2 separate regions of the Mus musculus genome follow, and region 2 is linked to region 1. A link is a contact called in public Micro-C data. All regions are on one chromosome and are shown on one strand. Each heading gives the region's core, a stretch centred on a gene start, on an enhancer-like site or on the middle of the called end of the contact. The rest is flanking DNA. Distances are from core to core; before and after follow the strand shown.

Evidence for each region. A called contact is a pair of places that touch in the nucleus more often than the background predicts.
Region 2: a Micro-C map of the AtT-20 cell line shows a contact between it and region 1, with 2.2 times the contacts expected there. The contact joins two enhancer-like sites. A contact is called at or near these places in 1 of 484 Hi-C or Micro-C datasets (the AtT-20 cell line) and 2 of 9 other capture datasets (embryonic trunk and pancreatic islet).

What each region holds. Positions count from the first base shown.
Region 1 is chr12:57,277,058-57,282,662 of GRCm38.p6, forward strand. All of the region lies in intron 1 of Mipol1 (mirror-image polydactyly 1), which reads left to right. Among named protein-coding and RNA genes, the nearest start is that of Mipol1, 49 kb to the left of the region's middle. Within about 2 kb of position 4,289, at least 1 of the 459 cell types and tissues checked has an H3K27ac peak or open chromatin away from gene starts, as enhancers often do. A contact at or near this core is called in the AtT-20 cell line, where this site is marked.
Region 2 is chr12:57,400,625-57,406,180 of GRCm38.p6, forward strand. All of the region lies in intron 8 of Mipol1 (mirror-image polydactyly 1), which reads left to right. Among named protein-coding and RNA genes, the nearest start is that of Gm16246, 47 kb to the right of the region's middle. Within about 2 kb of position 1,932, at least 8 of the 459 cell types and tissues checked have an H3K27ac peak or open chromatin away from gene starts, as enhancers often do. A contact at or near this core is called in the AtT-20 cell line, where this site is marked.

The sequences.
Region 1 (5,605 bases), core at 3,039-5,538:
ACAAACTGTAAGTACAAAAGGCTGGTTGGGCAATAATGTTTTCAGTGTTTCAAGAGAGTCATTAAAGATAGCTTCCTTTCTATTTGTATTGGCTCTCTCTGGTGGAATGTGATGCCTTAATGGTTCCCAGGCAAATCACAGAGTTACTTATAAATATTTAAATTTTAAATAAAAATGAAGACACACAGTAAAATAACATTATACTTACAGATATGAACATTTCTTTCTCTGATTGTCACCATCTCTGTCTAACTCTAAGATCTTTTCTGTAGATAATTAATTCACAGCAAGTAATTTCATTTGTGTCCATTTTAAAGAAAAATACAGTACCTATTTAAGCATATTCAAATATAAATATATTTAAAATTTTTTGTTTTTCATGTATCCATATACTATTTGTCTGTATTGTTTTGACAAAGAATATATTTCTTTTCTTTTTTTAAAGCACATATAAAACTTTTTCCTTTAGTCTCCCAGAAGGAAATATTGATATAACAGTCACCAAGTTCTACCTTTATTCAAAAGATTAAAACAAAACAGAAAGACACAATGTAGCCCCAACCTCTTCTAGCTTTATTCTTCTTTTGAGCAGAATCTGGTTCCTAGTATATAACTGTTAACAGTATTTTTTAGAAGAATCTTCCATATATTATATGTATAGCTCTTATGTTTATGGTATAAACCTTACAGATTGAATATGTCATAGTTGGATCACATTTTATTTGACCAGTTCTTTGTTGATGGAAATTCATGCTCGTTCCAGTTCCATTTGCCTTCTTTCCACCCTGCAACTGTTCATCACATACCGAGTGCTTATTGCACATTCTCCAAGACTGCAGAGATGCAGACACATCAGGGGTCTGTTTCTGTGTAACAGCCATGTATAAAGCTGTTGAGAAATATCAGAAACAAAGACAGAAAACCTACCTAAATTAGCTTCATAGAGACAGCAGCGTAGGTAATTTAATCTTTGGATAAGATGGCTAGACAACTTCTCTCTACAGTGGTGACTTCTTATCCTAGCCCAAATAATGAGAAGAACTCTTCAGAGGTCTAGAGAAGAGTCTAGGCTGAGGGAATAGTGAGTATAGAGACATCAGAGCAAGAATAAGTTAGGCGAGTATGTGGAATAGAAATCCAGAATGACTAGAGAAATATTAGAGATATTGCTGTGATAATTTTTTTTTACATAGAAACGTTCACAATTTTTAAAATAAACACATTAAGTTTTAGAACTGTAAGGTTAAATAATATGTGAATATTTTTTCTTTTAGCAGTTTGGGCCAGGGCCACATTTATTCTGTATATTTTCTCTTTGAACCTCTTGCTCTCCTGTCTTTGAGGAACATTAGTTGCTGCAATGTGGCAGTAAGTAGGCAGTTGGCTGAAAGAAATTCCTTTGGAAAAAGAATGCACCAGGGATTATGAATATTTGAGGGAATTTTCTGCAGTAAGATGAAAAGCTAGGTAGAGCATATGCTTAGATTGTCCGTATGTCATATCACGTAACAAAGTAACTGGATCTTGAATTCATGGTGATCCTCTTTGGCCATTTATTGAAACTGTTGCCATAAATTTGGTCAACATACCTCAATCTAGAAAACACAAAATCTGGAGTTAATAGTTGGATATATACTGTATTATTGAAAGTGATTCCTATTTTGACACTTAGATTTAATGTATAAACTCATGATTCGATCAGGGGGACATTATTTTTTTCAATATGCAACCAGTCAAAGCCAGTAAAAAACAAAAACAACAACAACAAAAAAACAATAACAGAAAACCCCAAAATCCTTGTGAAATTGTAGTTGTTTTGAAGAAAAGTTATTTCATATTTAAAATACTTTTTAAAAGCTCTACAGGGTCTGGAGAGATGGCTCAGCAGTTAGGAGCAATGGATGCTCTTCGGGGGACTGGGTTCAGTTCCCAGGACCCACATGCTGGTTGACAGCCATCTAAGACTTCAGTCTCAGGGGATCTGATGCCTCTTCTGGCCTCAGTAGGGATTGAGGCATGCATGCCCTTATACAGGCAAACAAAACACCTATATGCATAATTAAAAAATCCTGGTTGCTGTAACACTGGAGACTGAGATCCCATTTAAAAAACCCTTCTCTATAAAAATATAGTATTAACTTTTAAAGGTCAAATGTTAGAATTACTTTGATTTTTTTTTTTAGACAAATCTGAAATTTAAGACTAGTCTATGAACAAATTTTCTCTCATGAAGTGTTTTAATGCTGAGTAAACACAGGTAGTCACATTTGAAAGCACAGAGATGTTTGTTTAAATATTTTCAATTTACATTTTTATGTGTAGGTGATTGTGTCACAACTGAGATTTTCATGTATTTAAAGAGAAAAGGGGGTGGACCATTTGCTTAATTTTTTATTTTTCTTTTATTCTTCATAACAAAACTCATTCATTGGAGAATTCAAAGTAACTTGGAGAACTGAGATTAGGAATTTTAGATGGAGACTTTAACTAACAAATGCTAATGTTATACTGTTCATTTTGTTAGTTTTTCAAGAACAATTCTAGTACAACTTATAATTTTGGTTGAAGTTAATTTTACTTTGCTTATTGAAATTACTAATAATTAAGCAATTGACTTTTATTGTCTATAAGTTAACATTTTTTATTATACCGAATTTATCTGATTGTCTACTCTAAAATAATTCAATTATCTTTAATGTAAATCTATATTTTTCTGAAACTACGTTGTTAATAGGAAGTTTTTAAGGACAATAATCAGTATTTTATTATCCTTAACCCTAAGCTTCAAAAGGATAGAAGGGTAAAATATGTTATACATTCATAGACATATATTCCTGTTACAGTATATAGGGATATCTTAATTGTTTGGATCTCTAAAACATCTAATTTTTGCTTAAGAATATGCAAATGTGCCATTAAATCTGCTTTTTAAGATTTTTCCAGTTTAATGTCTGAATCCAAATTCATAAAGAGTTGGAAAAATGAGATGTCTGAGCTATAGGGTTTACAGGGATTTCATATGAAGCCTATTTAATCAGGATAACACAGTTATTAATATTCATAATGTCAGCTGGAACACAAATGACAGACTATGAGGCCTAAAATTTTTACTTGGTGAATTTATTAAAAGTAGCTTAAAAAATTAATGGAATTTAAGTAAAGTTGGTGAATATGAAAATCGTGTTAGCAGAAAAAAAATCTCTATTAAAACTTTCTTAGAGATCATTTTGCATTGATGTCTTTTGACAGATTTCATTGGTACTTAAAGAAGATAGATGCATGAATGGTCATTTAAGAGGATTTAAACACATTGGCACATTAATTTTTACATGAATAATAAGTACTTTCCAGAAGCAATTAACTTACAGTGTACAAGATATGAATTGGGAAATAAGATTCTGACATCAAGGTCAAAGAAAATGTGCTGTACATTTTAAACTTAGTGGCAGGACATTCTAATATTTTGATTTATTTTTATAGTTTACATAAGAAATTATTTTGAATTTGATTTTAATGCATTTGAGAGCAAATTAGAAGTGCATTGGCTTAGAAGTTTTTACCTTCCCAAAGGATGACGGTGTAGTGGTAAACATTATCTGTTTGCATTTATTGAAGACAAACATTTGTGGTAACTGCAGAATTTTATTAGAGAACACATCCAGTCCTGCAGAAAATGCAAAGGGATACAGGTTAGAGCTTGTGCTATAAATAGATGTCTTAACTTAGACATTGACTGTATCATTCTTAAAATATAATAAGGAAGGTTCTTAAATGTGTGACATTAAGGATCATCATCTTAAGTTGGCTCCTCCTTAATTTTAGGGTAAGAAGTAAAAAGTTGGGAACTCTTTAAATAAGACCAGCATTTACTGTACTGTTCCTATTTTTTATGTTTTAAATTATTCCCATGCTTGTTAACTGGATCCATAGTTAAGAGCACTTGCTGCTCTTCCAGGGGACCTGAGCTTGGTTCCCAACACCTGCCTGGGCAGCTAACAACTACCTGCTATTCCAGCCCCAAGGCATCAGCAAACACTCTCTTTTGGTCTCTACAGGCATGTACACACGCATGGTACCAATGCACATACAAGTATGCATAATTCTTAAAATTACTGTTATGACAATTCTGCCAGTCATTTATTTATCTTATTGAACAAAAGCAATTTTAGGCCATGATCTAAAGTCGTAATACACCAAGTCAATTTACATTTTTCACACAACTCTTGCAGCTTGTGAAAGCATAGCTTAGTCCTGACATATACAGCCAGCATGGGCATCCCAGTGGGTGCCAGAAGGCTCGCTTACAGTCCATCAGTGCTATACAGCATGCTGTCTTCTAGTTTGGAAATTGCTTAGGACGTTTGAGGTTCAGACTGGAAGGTTTTTACTGGGGAAAGAATTAATTTTATTGACTATAAATTGCTCTACTACAGTATATTTACTGGGCTTGCAAGATACAAAACAATGTCAAAAATTAACATGCCATTTACTTACTTTTTTAAGTGGAAATCTTTGGCCTTGAGAAATTCACTTATCTGCCCAGGAGAGGGCAGCATTTTACTACATCAGGCTTATTAAAAAACCTGCCCTGCTTAGGCTGTCAATGTTTCTTGTAATTACTCCCAGTATATTTGTTGCTTGCTTATGAATTAACTTGCATTTATGGAACTAAATCATTCCAATCATTTAATTACACCTGAGGAGCTGAACTATAATTGCCTGCTTCCAACTAGGATCTGATATGGCTTGAGCAGTATTAATTTGGTGTTTACTTTTCTGAGTGCTAAAAGCATTAAAATGATTGTGCAATGGGATTACATTTTACTAATTGCTGGCATTCATTAGCTGGGTAAATGATGAGGAAGAGTGACTGTATATTGCAGAGGGATAAAATTATGGTTTTAAATAGTATATTACTAAGCACATTAAGGCCTGTAAGACATGCTTTAAAATACTCCAGAGGTTATTAAAGACTGTATTTTCTACATGTCTTGCTATATGAATCTCTTATTAAAATACTGCAATTATTATTAACCTTTTTGGGCAATATGTAGGGAAATAGCTTCATTGACTAGAACATATTTCTCTGATATTAATAACTTCCTATATTTTCAGCTAATCCAAAAGTAAATGAGGAACTTAGAAAAAGATTGCCAACTCCAGATCAACATATTTAGAGAAAATTGGAAAAGGAGAAGCTTACTACAGCTTTATTTAAGTACTTTTTAAAGAACACAGGGTTCTAGCTATGAGGTAAATCTAATTTCATTCTCCTTTAAAAAGAAAGGATGATAAAAGAAAAATCAGAAGGAAGGAAGCAAAACCTGTATTTTTATCATGTTTATTAAACAAATACAAAAGAAAATCCCAATGATTTCATAAGTATATGATTTTAAAAAATATAGAATTGCAATCTCAAGTTTCTATTATAGGTCATAAGTGATTTATATGAATACTTGTGTAGTACATTCAAATCAATAAATTTGAAGTTTTAGATATAAAGTTTATAGCATAAATAATAAAGTTTTTAAACACATGAGGTTGTAGTTGGAGAAGTAAGTCAAATAAATTATATAACTCAAGAAGGAAGAGTGTGTAAAACATT
Region 2 (5,556 bases), core at 682-3,181, 120 kb after region 1:
ATGTTTATTTTAATATTACAATTAGAAACCTGAGTATTACATGTCCTAAGGTGAGAGCTACAAAACTAGAATGTGTCTCCTGATTTCTTGCTTGCTTGTTTGTCTTGCTGATCGCTTTGTATACATGTGATGTTTACTGCTCTGAGATAAAATCTTCCGTTTGATAAAATTGCTTCCTCCAGTCACCTAGGAAATATAAGCCAGAGAACAACACACTGATATTTAGGCATACCAAGAGAAAATATATTGCTTCAGCGAACTAAATATAAGCCATCGATGGGGACGACGTCTGGAAATAAAAAAGAATAGATTTTATGTCTGCTTCTCCTTTTCAAAGAACTTCAGTGCTTAGCTGTTATTGTTAGTACCAGAGGACTAAGTTGGCAGTGACATTTGAAATATGATAAATAAAAGCCTACAGAATGCCTGTTTCTGCTTTTAGCACTTGTCTGACTCCTTCTGCAGAGACTGCATAATGGAAATTACCGTGGAGTTAATGCAACTTCAACATGCCGACCTTTCTTACTGCACTAACTGTAGTACCTATCCCTGTGTAACGATGAAGCCGTAGTTAGTGGAACTGAAAAAGTTATTGAAGGAGAGGGCTGGGAGCTTTTTTTGCTGTTATCACCTGTATTATTAATTGGAGATAATTACTACAGAGCAGCTGGCTGTTGGTTTTAGGGAGCATCAATTGTCCTTCTCACCCAGCTGTTAACTAATAAGGATAGTCAACACATCTGTTTCAACAGCTGGTAATTAACAAAAGCCTAATTGCTGCAACTCTTTTACCATCCAGTCTGCGAAAACGAAGTGATGGACGAGAATATTGTTTACTTGGTGCTCTGCGCTTTCTGAGAGCAGCTTCCTTTTTTCTCTCCTCCTCCCATTTCTTTTCTTACTTTGAACACCACTGCCTTTGTATGAAGCATTGAATGCCAGGAGCACACAATATGGTAATCCAGAGCTTAACTTTTCCAGATCTTTGTTGGTGTTTCTTATTGCAACATTTCTTTGCTAACTTAGAAGATAAAACGGATCAAAAGCATTTTGAGTAGTTCCATACAACAGTTAAAATCTGCAGCAGCGGCTTGTCCTGGGCTGTGCTGCTGTGTGAACATCCACAAGAAGACAGGGAGAAAGAGAGAATTCTTTTCTGCCTTCACATGCACAACTCCGAAGCAATTTCCACAGTGAGAAACTGAATCTCTCTTCAAATCACTGCTTTAAATTATATGTTAACTAACATGAAGTTAGCTGAAGCCAACTCTCTTTTCTTCTCTATAAGTTGTCATCTCCTAAGAACATTGCCTTCCTTATTTCAATGCCTTTGTGTCAACTCGAAGTTTTTGAGAAAACCTGTAGTGTGTTTGTGTTTGAGAAACCTCCCTCCTGCTCTTTAAATGTTAAGTCAGAAACCTTTGAGAACTTCTGCTTAGTCTTTACAGTGATTGTGAGTAGAAACTTTTTTGGTTTGGACCTTAACATCTGAATAAAACCATTTTGCCATTAAAAGGATTATAAATTAATCTTTGTTATCTTAGTACTTTAATACTCTTAATTGTGGTCTAGTTCAGTATGATATATATTTAATGTAGACTTGACCATATAACTTTATATTTATGCTTTTATAATTTGGGTTAGTTACATACCAAAAATTTTCAGTAGCCCTTTTATGTTTTATTTGTAATACACACACACACACACTCACACTCACAAAGCTGTCTGAATAATACGAAGTCCATATTTATTAGAGCTCGCATGGTCAGGGTGATCTTCCCTTCAACGCCTTGGTGACTTTGAGAATGTTCTGGGGAGTTACATGCCAGTGATTGTGTTCTTACTGGGAGAGCCTGAAAAGCCCTGAGCTGAGGTGAGAGCAGTGCTCACCTGCTTACCCTTGTGTCACGAGCTATTTCAGTTGGCAATATTTCTACGCAGACTGTTCAGTAATTGATGTTGAAAGCTATAAAAGAAATTCTACCCTAGTGCTTGCCGTGGACTGAATTGCAGATTGCATAATTTCAATTTTTTTCTTTTTTTTTTCCTGGCAAGACTATTTTAGTTCAGCAGGTGTTCAGGTGATGAAGTGTACACTAGATGCAATGCAGAAACATACAGGATCCTGAACAAATAAACAGAACTCTACTGGCTAACTGAAGAGAAAGGTACTGCATGTAGAGAAATGTTTGTGACTGAAATGTAGACGAGAATATGTTGTCATCTGGGGAACTGTTTGTTTCTTGAGTTTAAGTAAGACTTTACTTTTCTCTGTGTGTTCATATTCTTAGGTGGCACCACAGAGCTTAGTGGAAGGAATGTTTCCTGACATGAGAGAAGACAATAGGCTTTGTTGGGAACCTACATACTAAGAATTCATTCTACCACTAAGCTACACTCCCAGCCTAGGAACCAATGCTCTGGCTGATACTTCACACACACACACACACACACACACACACACACACACACTATTCTTTTCTTGAGGAAATTAATCTCAAGGATAGGTGCTATGGTTAGAAAGAAGTTCATTAATAGACACTCACTGATAATCATTGTCAGAACACAGTACCCCCACAGCTCATGTCTCCAGCTGCATATATAGCAGAGGTTGGCCTAGTCAGTCATCAATGGGAGGAGAGGCCCTTGGTCTTGCAAATATCATATGCCCCAGTAGAGGGGAGTGCCAGGGCCAGGAAGCAGGAGTGGGTGGGTTGGGGAGCAGGGGGAGGGGGAAGGGTATAGGGGATTTTCAGCGAGGAAACTAGGAAAGGGGATAGCATTTGAAATGTAAAGGAAGAAAATATTCTAATAATAATTTAAAAAGGAAAAATATGGAGTCCTGGGAGGAGTTTTCTCAATGCTTGTGAGAAAACTCGAAAGAAAGAAAGAAAGAAAGAAAGAAAGAAAGAAAGAAAGAAAGAAAGAAAGAAAGAAAGAAAGAAAGGAAGGAAGGAAGGAAGGAAGGAAGGAAGGAAGGAAGGAAGGAAGGAAGGAAGAGAAATGTTTTGTGACCTCAGTTTTTTTCAAAACCACAGAATTTTTCTTGGAATGAGCTTTTCTGAACGTCTCAGGTATATTGGATAGAACTGAATTTAGATTATTCATTACAGCTGGCTATTGTTATTTGATTCTATGCCTCTATGGAAAAACACATTGTTTTTGTCATATGCCGTTTGTCCTCGTGACTGTACACTTTACTCAGGTGACTCTTCTTCAGTATAAATTGTCTGTTACTCTGAATAAAGTTGACTATTGCACGAGACTTTAGTCTGTTTCATTTTTAGGGCCCTGCTCTCCCAGGTTCATGCCACCAACTAGAGCAATAAGCAAGAGGTACCAGGAAGCAGAGGCCTGAAGTCAGCTGTGCTGTAAGAGAGTGAGGGCTGAGCGTGCTGGGCAGAGACCAGGGAAGCCTTTGCCTGTGTCAAGCTTGAGCATTATTTGTTTTTAAAGAAAGGCTTCCACGAGAAGGAACTTTAGATGAACTATGGGATAGAATCCTAAAGAATATTGAATAGGTAACATTAACAAGCAGAGGAAGGTCCCTGTTCAATTTTGGGTCACTTGTGCATTAACTCGGAGAGTTAATGAAAATGCTTAAAGAAGATAAAGAGGATATTAATCATAAGGAAAAGATGGATAATTTCTTGAATGAATATAACTGGATAAACCTTAACATTAGTAAAAGAGGCTGAAAAGCAGATATTCTCCATTCAGGCAAAATCAAAATAAAAAGAGCAGCGCAGATCACTGCTGCCACAGTCCCCTCAGCTCCCTTCCTAGACCCCCTCTAAGTGTTGTCTGTAAACGACCCTGAAGCACGAGGTGAGGAATTTTATATCAATCTAATTTGGAATCATCTCTACTTCCTGGTGAGGATTTACTAAGGCTTCAACCTAAGCATTCTTGGGCATGGCAGAGAAAGAGATTTGTTTATGCTTAAATACCCACTAACAGATCTATTTACAACTCTACAAAGTGGGGAGGGACTGGGCAGTACTCACATGTTACCTCAGGGGGCAAGAAAAGAACTACAGCTGTTTGAGTCCTGACTGACTAACACAGGCTGTGCATCCTTGCGGGTCTGTCACAACCTTTAAACTTACTTATTTCCCCACTATCTTGCCCCCCCATGGATATTATCGCACAGTAAGATAAACCTTTGCGATAGATATATTCACACCATATGGGCCATAAAATAATAACTGCTTACATTACTCTTCTTGCTCAATCAGTAAATCAGGGGAGGACCTGAAGTCAACAGTTGTATGGGTTTGATGCTTGTGTACTCACCTTACCTAACAACCCACTTTTAGGAGAGCTATAGAACTCTATGATTTTCACATTTCATTTGCAGGTTACTATGGAAGGATGGGAAATCATTATCCAGCTGTCCAGCTATGGGATTTTCTCATTGGAACTGATTCTATGATTACAAAAATTGTCCAACCTTTTCTCATTCCACAAGCAGATACATCTTTTATTATTGGCTCATCTAGGGTAAAGGAAAGATTTATGATCCAGATCTTCATCAATATATTAGTTCTTCTTCAGCAAAATGGGTGGAACTGGCTATTTTGAGTCATCTATTAGTTAATGCATAAACCTTTTAGTATTCATTCAGTTTCTTCTTATGTTTTAGGGTTATTTCTAGCAATAGACTTATACTTGTGCACACTCTAACTTCCCTGGACTTATTGCAGAACAAAATGAGCAAGCTGACATATTAACCTGCTCTATTTTTACTTCTCCAGAAGAAAATTGGGAAGGGGTCTGCATCTGTCATTGTAGATGGATCCAGGGAAACATTATAGATTTCTCTTCAGCTTCTTCAGTCCCAGGCTATCAAGGATGCTGGTCAAGGGCAAAGAGATGGTGAAAGAAATCAGAAAGAGAGCAAACCTCCAGCTGAAGGGCAAAAGAAGACATAAACCAGAAGATCAGGTGTCACGTCTGCCCACCTGGGCCAACTGATGACCCTTATGCCCCAAGGGAGACGTTACCTCAGTAATAACTTTGCATTTGTGAATGGGCCTTCAGACAATGATAGACTCGTTCATCCATCTGGAGAAGGGATTATCTTTAATTTTTCCTTGGGATTTAAATTAATTCCCATTTGCATAGGATATAGTAACATTTGTATTCCTAGTAAAGTCAAATGTAGATTTACATTCTATAAGATACCAGAACTATCAAACATATGGGTCTCTTTTCAAGCTATTCTCTAGATTATTCTGATCAATATACTAATGTAACTAATAGTACTGGACATAGTTTGATCTCTGTTCTTCATAGCAGAGTATCACACACACAGTGCTTTCACTGGCCTAATATTATCCATTGTGTTTATAATTTGCTTACTTATACTCATGCATCAAATGAGTATATATATATATATATATATATATATATATATCAATTCAAAATCACTCTGGATATCCTTCTATTACATAAAAGAGGGGGATGTGGAATACTGCCCAAGCATGGAATTCTGTGCATGGAATTGTTCTTAGAATGTCCTTTTGGGTCCCAGGAGTGGCAGATAGGAGCAAA